Regions from separate parts of the Gossypium hirsutum genome. Here region 2 is linked to region 1. Evidence: chromatin contacts called from public Hi-C data. All regions are on one chromosome and are shown on one strand. Each heading gives the region's core, a stretch centred on a gene start, on an enhancer-like site or on the middle of the called end of the contact. The rest is flanking DNA. Distances are from core to core; before and after follow the strand shown. Region 1 holds the start of LOC107896283 (acidic leucine-rich nuclear phosphoprotein 32-related protein). Region 2 holds the start of LOC107896433 (probable protein phosphatase 2C 55).

Evidence for each region. Hi-C and Micro-C count contacts between places; a contact is called where the count stands out from the background.
Region 2: a contact with region 1 is called in a Hi-C map of leaf, with 2.0 times the contacts expected there. The contact joins the promoter of LOC107896433 here to the promoter of LOC107896283 in region 1. A contact is called at or near these places in 9 of 34 Hi-C or Micro-C datasets (callus, hypocotyl, leaf and 1 more).

What each region holds. Positions count from the first base shown.
Region 1 is chrA11:27,435,764-27,442,958 of Gossypium_hirsutum_v2.1, reverse strand. LOC107896283 (acidic leucine-rich nuclear phosphoprotein 32-related protein) reads left to right here and starts at 1,949. Exons shown (of 2, transcript XM_016821411.2): 1 at 1,949-3,931; 2 at 5,295-5,982. The coding sequence starts at 2,816. The coding sequence ends at 5,549. LOC107896268 (plant-specific TFIIB-related protein 1) reads left to right here. Exons shown (of 3, transcript XM_016821391.2): 2 at 233-391; 3 at 781-1,778. The coding sequence ends at 1,620.
Region 2 is chrA11:27,666,735-27,673,575 of Gossypium_hirsutum_v2.1, reverse strand. LOC107896433 (probable protein phosphatase 2C 55) reads right to left here and starts at 5,515. Exons shown (of 6, transcript XM_016821607.2): 1 at 5,226-5,515; 2 at 4,587-4,624; 3 at 3,899-4,264; 4 at 3,358-3,682; 5 at 2,510-2,659; 6 at 1,670-2,077. The coding sequence starts at 3,951. The coding sequence ends at 1,781. LOC107896407 (vicilin-like seed storage protein At2g18540) reads left to right here. Exons shown (of 5, transcript XM_016821585.2): 4 at 1-256; 5 at 347-1,592. The coding sequence ends at 1,429. It also overlaps the pseudogene LOC107905350.

The sequences.
Region 1 (7,195 bases), core at 700-3,199:
ATAAGATTTTTAAAATCTTGGAACTAATTGCTTATAGTTTTGTTTTCAATGTTGTTTTAGTACTTTGACCCTTGAAATGGAAAAGTGGTCAAAGTAAAGAGTGAGCACTTGACTGTTAACAGAGATGATTTTGCTTGGGTAGACCGTATCCAATGACATGAAATCACTATTGCATGTGGTACTTCCCACCCCACCTTTTTCTTTTATCTCTATTGCTTTTGTAAAATGACAGGAAATCTCTATTGCTGCCAATGTACCCCAGAAAGAGATTGGCAAGTACATCAAGATCCTGGGAGAAGCTTTACAATTAAGTCAACCTATCAATAGTAATTCTATATCAGTTCATATGCCGAGATTTTGCACTCTCCTTCAGCTCAATAAATCCGCGCAGGTACCTTTCGGTTCAAGAGTCGCAGCTTGGACCTGTAGTTGATGAAGTTGAATTGTAGCTGAATTGTAGCTATTGCCAATATAACCCTTTGCAGATAAATGTTAAAAGAAATTAAAAATTGTTTAAAATTGGATAGGACTTGTGAGAAATCATCTTGCAATGGATACAAGTTGTCAGGAAAGTTTTACTAAGATTATAAATTTATTCACTGTATAATTCATCAGTATCTGTATGTGGTGGCTTAAACATTATGTATGAATAAATCAAGTTGTGATGCCTATGGATTCTTTTAGAAACGGTACTTGATTTATGTGTTTCCATAAGATCCTTCTATTATAATCTGATTTCCGGTGAAGAAGGATATGATGAAGTTTTCCTCATGTCTTCAGGAGCTGGCAACTCATATCGGAGAAGTTGTGATCAACAAATGCTTTTGCACTCGCCGAAATCCGATTAGTATATCTGCAGCTGCTATATATCTGGCATGCCAATTAGAAGACAAACGGAAGACGCAGGCTGAGATATGTAAGGTGACAGGTCTCACAGAAGTCACCCTCCGAAAAGTCTACAAGGAGCTATTAGAGAATTGGGATGATCTACTTCCGTCTAATTATACTCCAGCTGTCCCTCCCGAGAAAGCATTTCCTACAACTACAATTGCCACAGGCCGATCTTCAGTGCCTAGAGTTGATTCAATTGATCTGAGTTCTACAGCGGACCGAGATAAGCAGCAAGACTCAAAGCCAATTAAGCCTAATGACGTGTCAGAAGCCGGCCTTCAAGCTAGAGGCAAAGATGATGCAGAAAACAATGGAAATTCTTCTGGAACCCATGCTGCTATGTTGAACCGGCCACCACATTTCAGGCAGCCCTGGCTTCAGTTTGGGGCTCCCGGTGTTAGGACGGTAGGAGATAAAAACCAGACTACCATTGGAGGAGACATTAGAGAAGCACAACCAAGCTGTCCAGAGTCAGAACATAAAGTAGATATGCCAAAGACAGATACCAAGGGTGCTAGTAGTTCGCTAAGGCCCAGCCAATTCTCAAGCTCTCCTGCTTCAAATGTGAGTACCATCACTTGGCCATTTCGTTCGCCAGCCTCATCAGGGCCTTCGCCAAACATGCCTATTGTGCATCCTCCAAAGTTGCCACCAGGTTTTGCTGAGCTTAAAGGATCCGGGACTCAAAATGGAAGTAAAGTTACCAATCCGAGTGGAGATTCCAAATGATAATTTAGAACTGGTCCTGGCTTGAATTGTTGTCGAACATCATAATTAATAACGATACATTTATTCCTGTTTTATACACCTGCTTATACTTTCACTAGTTTTGCAGGATTAAAAATAACAGTCGTAATGTCACATTGCGATAGTTATTTCATGGTTTACATCGATATTCAGTGTGGACAGTGATAGCATCATTTGTGCTTTCAGCGATGAGCGCCACGCTTCAGGGTTGCAATTTAAAATCTCCTTGGTGGCAAAGCTAAGAATTTATTCCCATTGCTGTGGTGTAGTGTTGTTATTTTGCTACTGTCATTGTCATGGAAATTCTGAGTTTGGGCCATAGGAAGCTGGGCCTGCTAATTACAACGCCCGATGGCAGTTCCGTAATTTCCTCCAACTTAATAGGCATTCTCCTAATATTCCCGATATTTACAATCAAAATGACGTGTCAAACCTGCGCTCCAGTTCATTATCTCTCATCTGTCTACATCCTTCTCGAGAACAAACACACCAACCTGAAATCTCTACCGTTCATTTTATCCACGTCAACGATCCGTGTCTTCCTCAATCCATTGGTTCACCTTCGTCCAATAATTCACAAAACCACCTCCCCCTCTAAAACAAAACCGCAGCCACGAACCACGAGCCGTCTAGTTCCCCCCCGCACCCCCCCCGGTCCCACCTTCTCTGCTCGAGGTTTATCCCGACTCGTCCACTCCTATAACCAATAAAAAGAGAAAAGTGAGAGAGAGAGAGAGGGAGGAAAAAAAAAAGAAAAAAAAGAAAAAGGAGAGGAAATTGAAATTATGGTTCTTTTTATTTATTTAATCTCTGTGTTTGAGTTTTTATTCTCAAGTTTGGAACTTGAAAGAACAAATCCCGTACATCTGGTAAAAATAAAAATATTTAGGGTTTAAAGCCATCCGAAATAGATTAAAACAGAACAACCTCTCCTCGATCTTCAAAATCTAGGGTTAGGGTTTCGTTTAAGTTTTACTCAAAATTTGTAGTTTCCTCCATTTGAATTTCTTGTACTATTATTAACTTTCCTCTTTTCTGGAATGACACTCCATAATCTCTTCCCTTTCGAACCATCCTTTTGAACCATTTCACTTTAGAAATATAAGAAACAAGCTTTATATCTGGTATTTGTTGATATAAATAGGGGCTATATGAGATAAAAACGGTGTGGAATTTGATGGATGAGATCTGGGAGAGAGCGGTGGAGACAGCGTTAGACGGGCAAGCGGACCACGCGGCGGTTAGAACCTTGACACTTGACGGTGCGGTGAAGTGTGTTCAAGGTCGCCTCCCGCCGCCGAGCCTTTTGGAAAAATTTGAGAATCTTCAACACCTTTCAATTGCCAATATCGGTGTTTCATCTCTAGAACAGTTTCCTCGTCTTCGAAATCTCCAGAAATTAATCCTTTCAGACAATAGAATAGCCGGTGGCCTAGAATTCCTCGTTGAAGCTGGTCTTGACTCGCTCCGGGACCTTGACTTGTCTAATAACCGGATTCAATATATAGAGGCTCTTGCCCCTCTTGCCCAGCTTAAGCTTGTTTCCCTCGATCTATATGAGTGCCCGGTTACCAGGGTCAAGGATTATCGATCTAGGGTTTTTGGGTTGATTAAATCGTTGAAATATTTAGATAAAATGGACGCCGAGGAAAATGAAAGGCCAGAATCGGATGATGAGGAGGAAGAGGAAGATGAAGAGGATGAGGATGAGGATGATGAAGATGAAGATGATCCTGGGAGTGGGGAGGTTGATGGTGATGATAGGCAGTACAGAATGAATAACGGGCATAGTGAAGGAGGTGAAGGGATTGTTGATGTTGATGAGGATGAAGAGAGTGATGCAGATGAAGAAGAGACAGACACGGGTGGAAGGGTAAATGGGTTAGGCCATGAGGCCAATGGGTTTCGGATTGAGGAAGTAGGGAGAGCAGAAGATGAAGATGATGATGGTCATCATGAGAATGATTCAGGTGAGGAAGTTGATGATGAGGAGGAAGAAGATGTGGTGGAAGTTCATGATATTGAGGATAGTGATGATGATGAGGAAGATGGGGTAGAGGATGATGATGATGAGGAGGAGGATGAGGATGAAGAGGAGGAAGAGGTAGATAATGATGAAGGTGATTTTCCTGAGCCAGAGAGTACGGGGCATTTGATGAGCACGGAAGGGGAGATTGATGGGCATGAACATGGGGAAGATGGGGATGATGATGATCATGGTGAGACTGGTGAGGAAGAGTTAGGTGTTGAAGAGGATGGGGAATATGAAGATGAAGAAGAGGGTGAAGAGGAGGTGAGGTTTCATATTGCTTGCAATACTTACTACCAGTCATACTTCTATTGTTTACACTATTTGATTAACTTTAGGTTCTTTTCTTTTTCCTGCTTATTGCGTTGTTTTCTCATATAACTTGAGTTAATTGTTTGATTTAAGTGGCTTTTTTAGATTTTTCCCAAGTAAATATCTGGCTTGCTGCTATGTCTTGAATGCTGTTATTTTGTTATTCACTTTCTCACATACACTTGTCCCATGTGCTAATGTTTGCTTTCAAACATTAGGAAAAAAAATGCTGCGTTTCTGTCACACTGTTATACAAGTGTTTCACATTATAAGTTTATGGTCTTTGTTCACGGTTCTAGCCTTTTATAAATGTTAATATTTCTTTTTCCCTTACAAATTATCCACGTGGATTCTTCCCTTGTTGAAAAGCCGTTGTGCACTTACAGTTTGTATGGTTCTCATATTTCTTGTAAGTCTTTGTATGGTGAGGACAGTTTGGTAATTACCTTAATGTATTCTGGTTTTGGAATTTTAATTGGGATGATACTTAGGTAACTTTTTTTGTTTCTTCATGTCTTTAAAAGTTGTAGCTTATTACCTCATCCTCGAACTATTGACTTTTGTTGCCATATATGCTCTTTGTTGATGATGATGAATTGTAGTTGTCTTTGAAGTCAGTTTTAATCTCTTGTTGACCAAGTTCTTTGTCATGAGAATATCTGTTACTTGTTCTGTCTAATCAATGACCCTACCAGACTAAATTTCTAGGTTCTGTCTGAATATTTTTCTTTGGTTAGATACAATGTTTTTTGTTAATTTTGTCTTTGGCTCTATGATAATATTGGTTTAGCTCACTAAGCAGTTAATAAACAAATCTCTGTCAACTTTGTTGGCAAACTTTATGTTCTATGGATTGTAGCTAAAGTACAGTTGTAAAGCTGATAAGCCACTTCCTAGTGCCATGACTGCCTTTTTTTAATGAAGTTTCTATATTAGGTTTCTATTTATAGTATTCTGAGTGGGTTATTGGTGATTTTGGAAATTTTAGTTGATAATCTCATGTTTCTCAGAACTTATTTGGCTTTTCTAATCTTGCATAGTACTTTTTTGGAGTAGCTTTTGGTTGTGGAATTGGTGTAAGAACTTGTTATTTATACGTAGTACTTGATTGTTTGTGGATTAGCCTTTGGAGCCATGATATTTTGTGTTGTGCTACTGTTATTTTTAATATCTGCCTGTTTGTTAAGTTTGACTGATTGCAGTGTTATCTTAGGTTTGGTATCTGGTATTATCTTTTATTTTTCCTAATGAACTTCACCTTTTTTTGGTGGATTGTGATGTTTTTAAAATTAATGTTGGTTGACTGGAATAACAGGATGAAGACTATGGTGAAGGCTACCTGGTTCAACCAGTGGCCCAAGCTGAAGAACATGATGCTGAAGGTAGTGACATGGACCCAGGGAATGAAGAAGAAGATGATGATGATGATGATGATGATGTAGAAGAGGAGGAAGAAGTTGAAGATGATGAGGAAGTGCCATCGACTTCACAGCTTAAGAGAAAGAGAAGCGATGATGCAGGGAAAGTTAAGGAGGAAGATGATGTGAAGTTTTCGAAGAAGCATGGTTAGGGGGGGTTAGATATATATTGTTAAAATCCTAGACTAGAATGGTTGATTGATAGAGTGTGGTAGATGATGCTGCTGGCAGTGTTATTGAACGAACAGAATGTTTAGGGTGAAAGGAATTGTGTACTTGATGGATGGGCTTAGTTCAAAAAGTCGTTAGAGCGTTTCCCTTTCTCTTTAATATATCCGTTACTTATTTGTTAATTCAAATGGCAGTTATGAAGTGTTTTAACCGCCCTTTTCCAGTTCTCAGGAGGTTGGTCGGGGAATGGATTGGAGGGAAAACCAACCTTTGATAAAAAAAAAGAAAAAAAGAAAAAGCTTTGTTTTAAAAAAAAAAAGGGGGATTTTGTAATAAGTTACAAAACTGTTGTACTTTTTGTAGATAGTATTCGTTTGTTATCGTTCACTTCGGCTCGGCTCCAAGCGGGATGGATTTCAGGCCAATTAGACAACACACGCTAAGCTGCCATTGGTGGAATCCATATATCTAAATTTTATTTTTATTTCATGAGCTGTAGATGATAGCAGAAGAATCACATTAGCGACTGACAAATTATTTTATGTAAATGAAATCAACGGTTTTGATTTATTATTCTTTTTGGACGCTGTAAAGTTTGTTGATAAAATTAGATCCATGTTGCAAAATGGACGGTGTATTTGTAATTTGGACAATTTAGGAGGAGTGGCCCAGTTTGTGAGTTATTTCTGTAGTCGGAAGAGCCCAATGTCTTGGGGCCTTTTGCTAGTAGAACAGGAGTGTCTTTTTATTCCCTCGGGTTTTTCACTATGCTTCCTCTTGCCATTATCTTCACATCCATGGTTTCCCGCATTCATTGGAATTCGGATAATTGTTAAATGCACATTCGTCCATGCTTACGGCTTAATATCACTGTGTTTGAAATTTTTGGTTGGTTTAATATTTTTAATGTATAAATATTTAAAATATGTTTGATAATTATTTTAGTTTTTTATTTAATATGTAATTTTAAAAAAATTAAATGTTAAATAGGACAAATAAAATAGGTAATTAATTGTTGCTCAATATTAAAAATATTAAGTTGATTTTATTTTATTAAAAAATTTTAAAAAATTATTTTTTAAATATTAGATATTTAAAATGATCATATTGAACTTTTATCTAAAACTATTTAAAATAATATACAATGTTAGATATTCAAATTTACTATATTTAACCTATAAATAGGTGATCATATATGATTGCTTTTCATAGAAAATGAAAACTATGCTTTTCATAGAAAATGAAAACTATGAGCGTGTTACATTTTTCTCACAACCCTACATAGCTAATAACCTCTAGAATACAATATCTACTTGTATAGTAATGGTTGCCAACTTAATGAGATCTAAAAGAGCATGTTTCTCGAGAATCAACAATATTGTAATATTCTCTTATGGCTTGGCTTATCAGGAATATGAATTTGAATGTGCTTGATGAGAGAATCAATCCTTAATTGAGGGACATCGGTTTCTATCTCACAAGCCAATTTGGGAGGGTTACTTTCATTTTGACCTTCATATCTATTTTGATTGAACAATGGAGAACAGAGACCCATACATTCCATCCCCCATGCAGTGAAGCGACAATAATGTTAGATGATGTATCACTGTTGACGGGGCTTCTAGTG
Region 2 (6,841 bases), core at 4,266-6,765, 230 kb before region 1:
TGCAGTGCAAAAGGAGGGGAAGATGTTAGTGGAATGGCAAGCTCAACTCTTGAAAGCCTTTCTAGGGGGCAATAGGGATGGCTTCTTCCATTCTATCAATGGCAAGAAGACGAAGAAGAAAATGAGAGCATACAATGTTTTAGAAGCAGATCCAGATTTCGAGAACTGTAACGGGTGGAGCCTAACAGTGGACAGGAAAGACTTACATATATTGAAACATTCCAACATTGGACTTTTCATGGTGAACTTGACAAAGGTTGGTTTTTACTACAAGTTCTCTTAAATAGTAGCATTCGGCGGAGTTAAAGAAGATCCATTATAATGGTGTGATTTTTTCTCTCTGAAGGGTTCAATGATGGCGCCACATTGGAATCCAAGAGCTTCCGAGATAGCAATAGTGTTGCAGGGTCAGGGGATGGTTCGGGTGGTTTGTTCAAGCAATGCCAAGGAATGTGAGTGCAGGGACATGAGGTATAGAGTGAAGGAAGGCGATATATTTGCGGTGCCAAGGTTTCATCCAATGGCTCAGATGTCATTCAACAATGATTCTTTTGTTTTCATGGGGTTTAGCACATTAACAACAAAGCGAAACCATCCTCAATTTCTAGTGGGGAAGAAGTCTGCGCTAAGGATCATGGATAAACAGATATTGGCTTTGTCTTTCAATGTCTCCAACGCAACAATCGATCAGCTTCTTAAACCGCAGAGAGAATCGGTGATATTAGATTGTACATCGTGTGCGGAGGAAGAGGAAAGATTGATGATGGAGGAAATTGAAAGGGAAAGGAAGGAAGAGGAAGAAGCCAGGAGGAAAGAGGAGGAAGAGGAGGCCAGAAAGAGAAGAGAGGAGGAAGAAGCTAAGAGGAAAGCGGAAGAAGAGGCCCAAAAGAGAAGGGAAGAAGAAGAGGAAGCCAGAAGGAGAGAGGAAGAGGAAGAAGCTAAGAGAAGAGAAAAAAAGGAGGCCAGAAGGAGAGAGGAAGAGGAAGAAGCTAAGAGAAGGAGAGAGGAAGAGGAAGCTAAGAGGAGGAGAGAGGAAGAGGAAGAAGCTAAGAGAAGAGAAGAAAAGGAGGCCAGAAGGAGAGAGGAGGAGGAAGAAGAGGCCAGGAGGAGAGAGGAGGAAGAAGAAGCTAGTACGGAAGAGGAAGAGGAGGCCAGAAGGAGAGAGGAAGAGGATGCTCGAAGGAGAGAAGAGGAAGAGGGAGCTACAAGAAGGGAGACAAAGAAGAGAAGAGAAGAAGAAGCAAGGAGAGAGCAAGAGGAAGCTTGGAAACAGGAAGAAGAAAGGCAAAGGAGAGCAGAAGAAGCCGCAGCAAAGGGTTGGAGGGAGAGGGAGAAACAAAGAGGACAACCAGAGGAAAAAGAAACGGAAGGAGGTGGCGATGAGGGCCGTGACCGCAGAAGGGCTGCAAAGAAAGTGTGGTTGATTTAGTCTTAATCCATTCGCAGATGGTTTTGCAGTAGTGAATAAGATCTGCCCTACTATGCTATCAAGTCTAGGTAATTAGATTCCATGTTTAGCGTCTGTGAAAAGCTTTCTAAATCTATGGTTTTTTTGGGTCTTGATCTTAAATAAGCTCTTTGGCTTTCTTTCACCATTTCCCTCCGCCCCTTCTTTCACCTGCTCTAAGAAAAATGATATCAACAAGGAAGATAAAATCCATGAAAGTTGTTAAAGGAGGAACGACGGAATTACTTATTGAACAAAAATCAAGGATCAAAACTTCTCGTGAATCACAAGTGCATAAAGAAAGGCCAATATGAATGTTTCTTTCACTAGGTTTCACGTATTGGAAGAGCCAGCAATATACGACACAACAACAGTGATGTCGTCAAGCTTGCCACCATAGTAACGAAACCCAGCATCTTGAGCTGCTTTGGCAAACGGTGTCTGTCGGTTCTTATCCACTGCTCGTTCACGAGCCAATGTTGCTATCTGCTTAGCCATCAATTGGGGATTGAAGCCAGCTCTTAAACCATGAACAACAGCAGCAGTAATCTCATTATTATACAAGTTATCAAACAACCCATCTGTTCCAGCGATAATCACATCACCTGACAGAACAGGAATTTTGAAAACCTGGCCACATTATTCCAACAATGATAGATTAGGGACTGTGAATAGGTAAAATAGCTTCATATCTTCTATGGAAGACAACATACCAAAATCATCATCCCATCAAACATAAGTAGAAAAAGAAAGGAAAATAGAAAATTGATATCTGCCTTCACAAGATATAAGCAATTATTATGAATATAATAACTCTTAACACCCACAGTGAAACCATTTAAGAATGCAGCTACATGAGGTCCAACAATTAAAACTTAAACAATCTTTACTTTTAGTTAAAGTTAACCATTTAGCGATAAAAGATCCTAAAAACCGAGGAAAGCAAGCCACGAGTTCCTATCCTATTCAAAGTTATCTTAAGGTCAAAAAGGAGGGAAATAAAAAAGAACACTGCTATCAATCCCTTGTATCAAAATGGAATATCATAAAACATCAACTAACCTGACCAGAGCTTGGTAGATCACCACCGTCACCACTCTCCAATTGATATGTAAAATTGAAACCGTGTTGCTGGACTGGGGAATGGTAGACGGTGCAGCCATCCCTAACCACAATGAAACCGCTGTCCCCCAGATTTATTGCATGTATCCCCTGTTGAGAGTAGTAAACTACATGATATCATATGGGATATAATTTGACCGCTAAAATCTTATCGACCTTTTTAGATTCGGGAAACTGAGCAATCCAATGAGCTCTAAAAATCAAGCTAGATCAATTCTTTACGGCCATTAAAAACAAGTCATATTCCAGTATACAGACAAGGAATGAGATTATAGCAGTCGATCCACCTAAAACACGGATTGAGATACGGAAACTGATGAATATAAATAAGAAAAGACAGATATTTCAATAGGTTCATGTGTTCATGCAGTCAAATGCTCTTGCTAAGTTCACAAAATAACTAATAATGTGGCTAGGACTTCAGTTCTCAGGAATAGAGAAACTCTGCAACATACAACTTTACCAAGAGTAAAATTTAAAAGCTTAACTACTTTTCCTGAAGAAATAAAGTCTGATATTTTAAGAAAATGAATTTTCTTCTTTCTTTGTTTGGATGTGGGCATAATAAGCTAAAAAACTTGCGGAACAAGTTAGGTAGAGCTCACCACACCTATTAAATCATAAAAACCAATAGCAAGTTAATCATGAAGAACAATGAAAAAGAATCTAAGAAAGCTTTTCTGTTTCCTTGTAAGTATCATATCCTAGTGGACTCATCAATAAATGTCAATGAAAATTCATCTAAAGATTGTCTCTGCTCATCTTTATTAACATAAAAGAAAACAAACCTCCTCTGTAAGGGCAATGATGCAGGCAGTTGAGGATCCTTGTGATTTTGTGCTTGAATGGGCTTTCTCTAATACTCTGGCTGGGTCAATGGAACCCTTTGGTTCATCTTGAATTGCTGCCACTGAATTACACATAAGTTCACGGGCAAATTCACCAGCATCAACGCCAACTTCCACCCAGCCACCAACACCATCAGCTACCCCTATGGCTTCGTCATTGGCACAAATGAAGTGAGCATCCTCTCCTCCTGTTTCTTCCTTAGCAGGATGTGGGAGATAACAAGACCCTGAAACTAGTCTAAAGCTTTTCTTGTTTGGAATAGCTCTGAAATCAACACCAAAGAACAAAACGGTGGAAAATAAGTACATGTGTAGATATCGTCTTAAAATGCTTGAGAATAGCTAATATCAGAAAAGTATAAAGATTATTGTATTTGTAGATTACTACTTAAATATAATTTGTAAAATTAAAAAAAGAAGTTAAAAGAAGGGACAAATGGTAACATATAAAATAAATTGAAGATAAGAGGACATTCTTTACAGGTAAACTTGCAGCCCGTTCATCCTTAGAACTCCCATCAAATGACAAATCATGAGCTGCCCTAGAAGAGGTACAAGACAAAGATGATGTGTCGATATTTTTCATCCTTGGACCAAAAGGAAGATTATATCCGGTATTTCTCTACACTGCGTCACAAAAATTGTACCCACAAACAAGACGATTGTTGCGCTGTTCTTGCTTTCTCAAAATCAGGCTAGCTTTTGGCAACTGCTTTGACTTCGATCAGCAAAATAAACCCCACTAGGTTTCAAGAAGTCCAAGCCATTCCCACAACTTGCTACCAACTCATCCATATAAACATCTCCGAAAACAGCCTTGGAACTAGACACAGCCATTGTTTTTGCCCTAAGACAAAACAGGTTTCGAATACACCTATTATCAGATAGAGATTTACCAGAGTAAGAGAAAGACTGAATCAACCCTGAATTCACAGACAAAAATTTGAGCTGTCTAAGCAATGAATTTGCTGAGTCGGACAACGGAACTTGTTTTCCTGTAAGAGACCTTTGAAAACCAGTAAATACAACAGGTTTTAGCTTAGAAAACACAACTGCTGGCATCTTTAACCCTTATATCAAGTTCCCTTAATTCAACCACCGTTTGAGAGAATACCAGACCTTGTATTGCAAACAAAAGGCTATACGTTGACACGCGTGTAACCACCTACCAGCAATTTCCTCTAAGGAAGCATATTTGTCTCAATACCTGAAATAGCAGACAAAATAGAGGTATATTATATTATATGTATTATGTACATTAAGGTTTGGGCTTTAGGAGCGTAGCAAAGATGCATAAGCTCACAAAATTCAACAACAAAAAGGAAAGAATGGGAAGAGTTGAAATCACTTAAGCTACTCACATGGCTCAAGAATTATTCAAATTGCATTTAGATCAAAAAATAATAATAATATATTAACTGGATTTTAACAAAAATAATAATATTACTCATGAAAAATGGTTTTGGATACATTGTTTTTTATTCTTTTCTTAGCAACTTTTGAGCATTAGAAGAAACGAGTAACCAAAACATAGCTTAAGTGTATAAATGCCTTTTTAAAGTTAAATATTTCTGGCATACAATAAAAAGAAAACATATGAATTCTGCATACATCAATGACAAAAACACATGGATAATTTCAAATTTTTAATCATCAAAAAAGAAGAAAAAAAAAACGTTGGTAATTTAAAGAATCTAAATGCTGAGAAATATAATTCACAAAAACTAGAACTCTCAACAACTACCTACAAACTACAGACAATAGCCAAATAAAATGCAGAACTTGATAATGAAAGAAAAAAAAAGAACCTGTTGAAGCGGCTTAATCTGGTATTATTCGACACCTGAATGTTAGAGACAAAAAGGAAAGAAAGCAAAGAGAAAGAAAGAAGAAAGAAGCTCCGAAGAAAGACCTAAACGAGAATCGACGATCTCCGCAGCTTCTTCGCTGCCTCTCCCTCTCCCTCTCTCCCTCTCCCTTCGGCTGTGCGGATGCTGCGGATGTTTCACTTTTTCAGGGCAAGCGCTGTATTGAGGATAAACACGTGATACATTCTTGGACACGTACCCAACCCAACCCTCTATTCTTAGGACTTAAATGTATTTATTTCAAGTTCTTCCACCTAGATTTAATAGAAAAAAAATAGATTTAATAGAAAATATTAATACCATAATTAAATTATGGTTCATAAGTTATAAGAAATGATTAATTTTATATAGAAAAAATATATGAAAGTTGTGAGTAACTATGTTCTATACTTGCATGCTTAATTTTTTGTGTAAGTTTTCAACTCTTCAAGTGCAGTTGTTAATAAGTGAGTTTTAGTTTTGCTCAGTTTATTAATTTTTAGATTAAATTGTATTAATTTCTAACCTACTTATAATGTAATAGTTTGATTTTGTATTATAATTAACTTTTAACTATCTATTTTTAATACTTTAATATTTATAATTACTTCAACTTATATTTATATTTTGATGGTATTTTATTTATTATAGAAAAATTGGAACCCACAACAAGAGTGAGATATGAGGTGACGGTCAGTGGGAGGTTGGTGACTGACTATTTTTATAATATAGATTAAGCAAAGGTGGGGCGTGGACGGGTGGGTGCAATAAACAAATGGAGGGTTAGCGAAGCGGGGAGTTGAAGAGCGACGAGGTCCGTTCTTTTTTTAGGTTTGGGGTACAGCAAGGTTGTGGTGGTGGAGTCGCCTCATCCAAAAGTTTTGTCTCTACCTAGATATAAGTTTTAGCTATTGGATATCAAAATTTCTTTCTAAAAAAAATCAATTAAATGATACTAATAAAAAGGGCTACATCAATCAATTAATCAGTTGAGTAATGCTAAAAGCTTCTTCTTTTTTTTTTTTTTTTTTGCGTAATGCTAAAGGCTATAAGAAATGGTAAAAAAAATGCTCCAAAATCAATGGAGCCCATTAATGGATTATTTGGCCCAAATAGGAAAGAAAAGGGAAAACACCCAGTTAAACATCTTATTCGTTGTCTATATGGTCCTGAAGCCCAATAAACCAGTACGGTTTACAAAAGTCGAACTATTCTTGGAATTACATTACTTGAGTTCAACAAATAACCAAACAAATCCATTATTTTCACATAACTTGGGCAATAGTCTACGTACTAGCAAACATAAAAATAAAATGGCATAAATGGTACGAAAGGGAAAACCCAGCACAAATTTACAGATCAACAGAGTGGAAGATCAGGAGGTGGAGGTGGCAAATTCTGCATTTTGCCTTTCCCATTCTTCACTAGAAAAGCCATTGACAGTCCACATGTTGTGTGCACTTCCAGATGGCAATGCATGAACCTCATTCCTGAATTATTCATTACAGTTAATAAAGTAATCAAGGTGACAAAATAAAAACAAAACTGAATGAAAAATTTTATGGTTTTTAGCTATG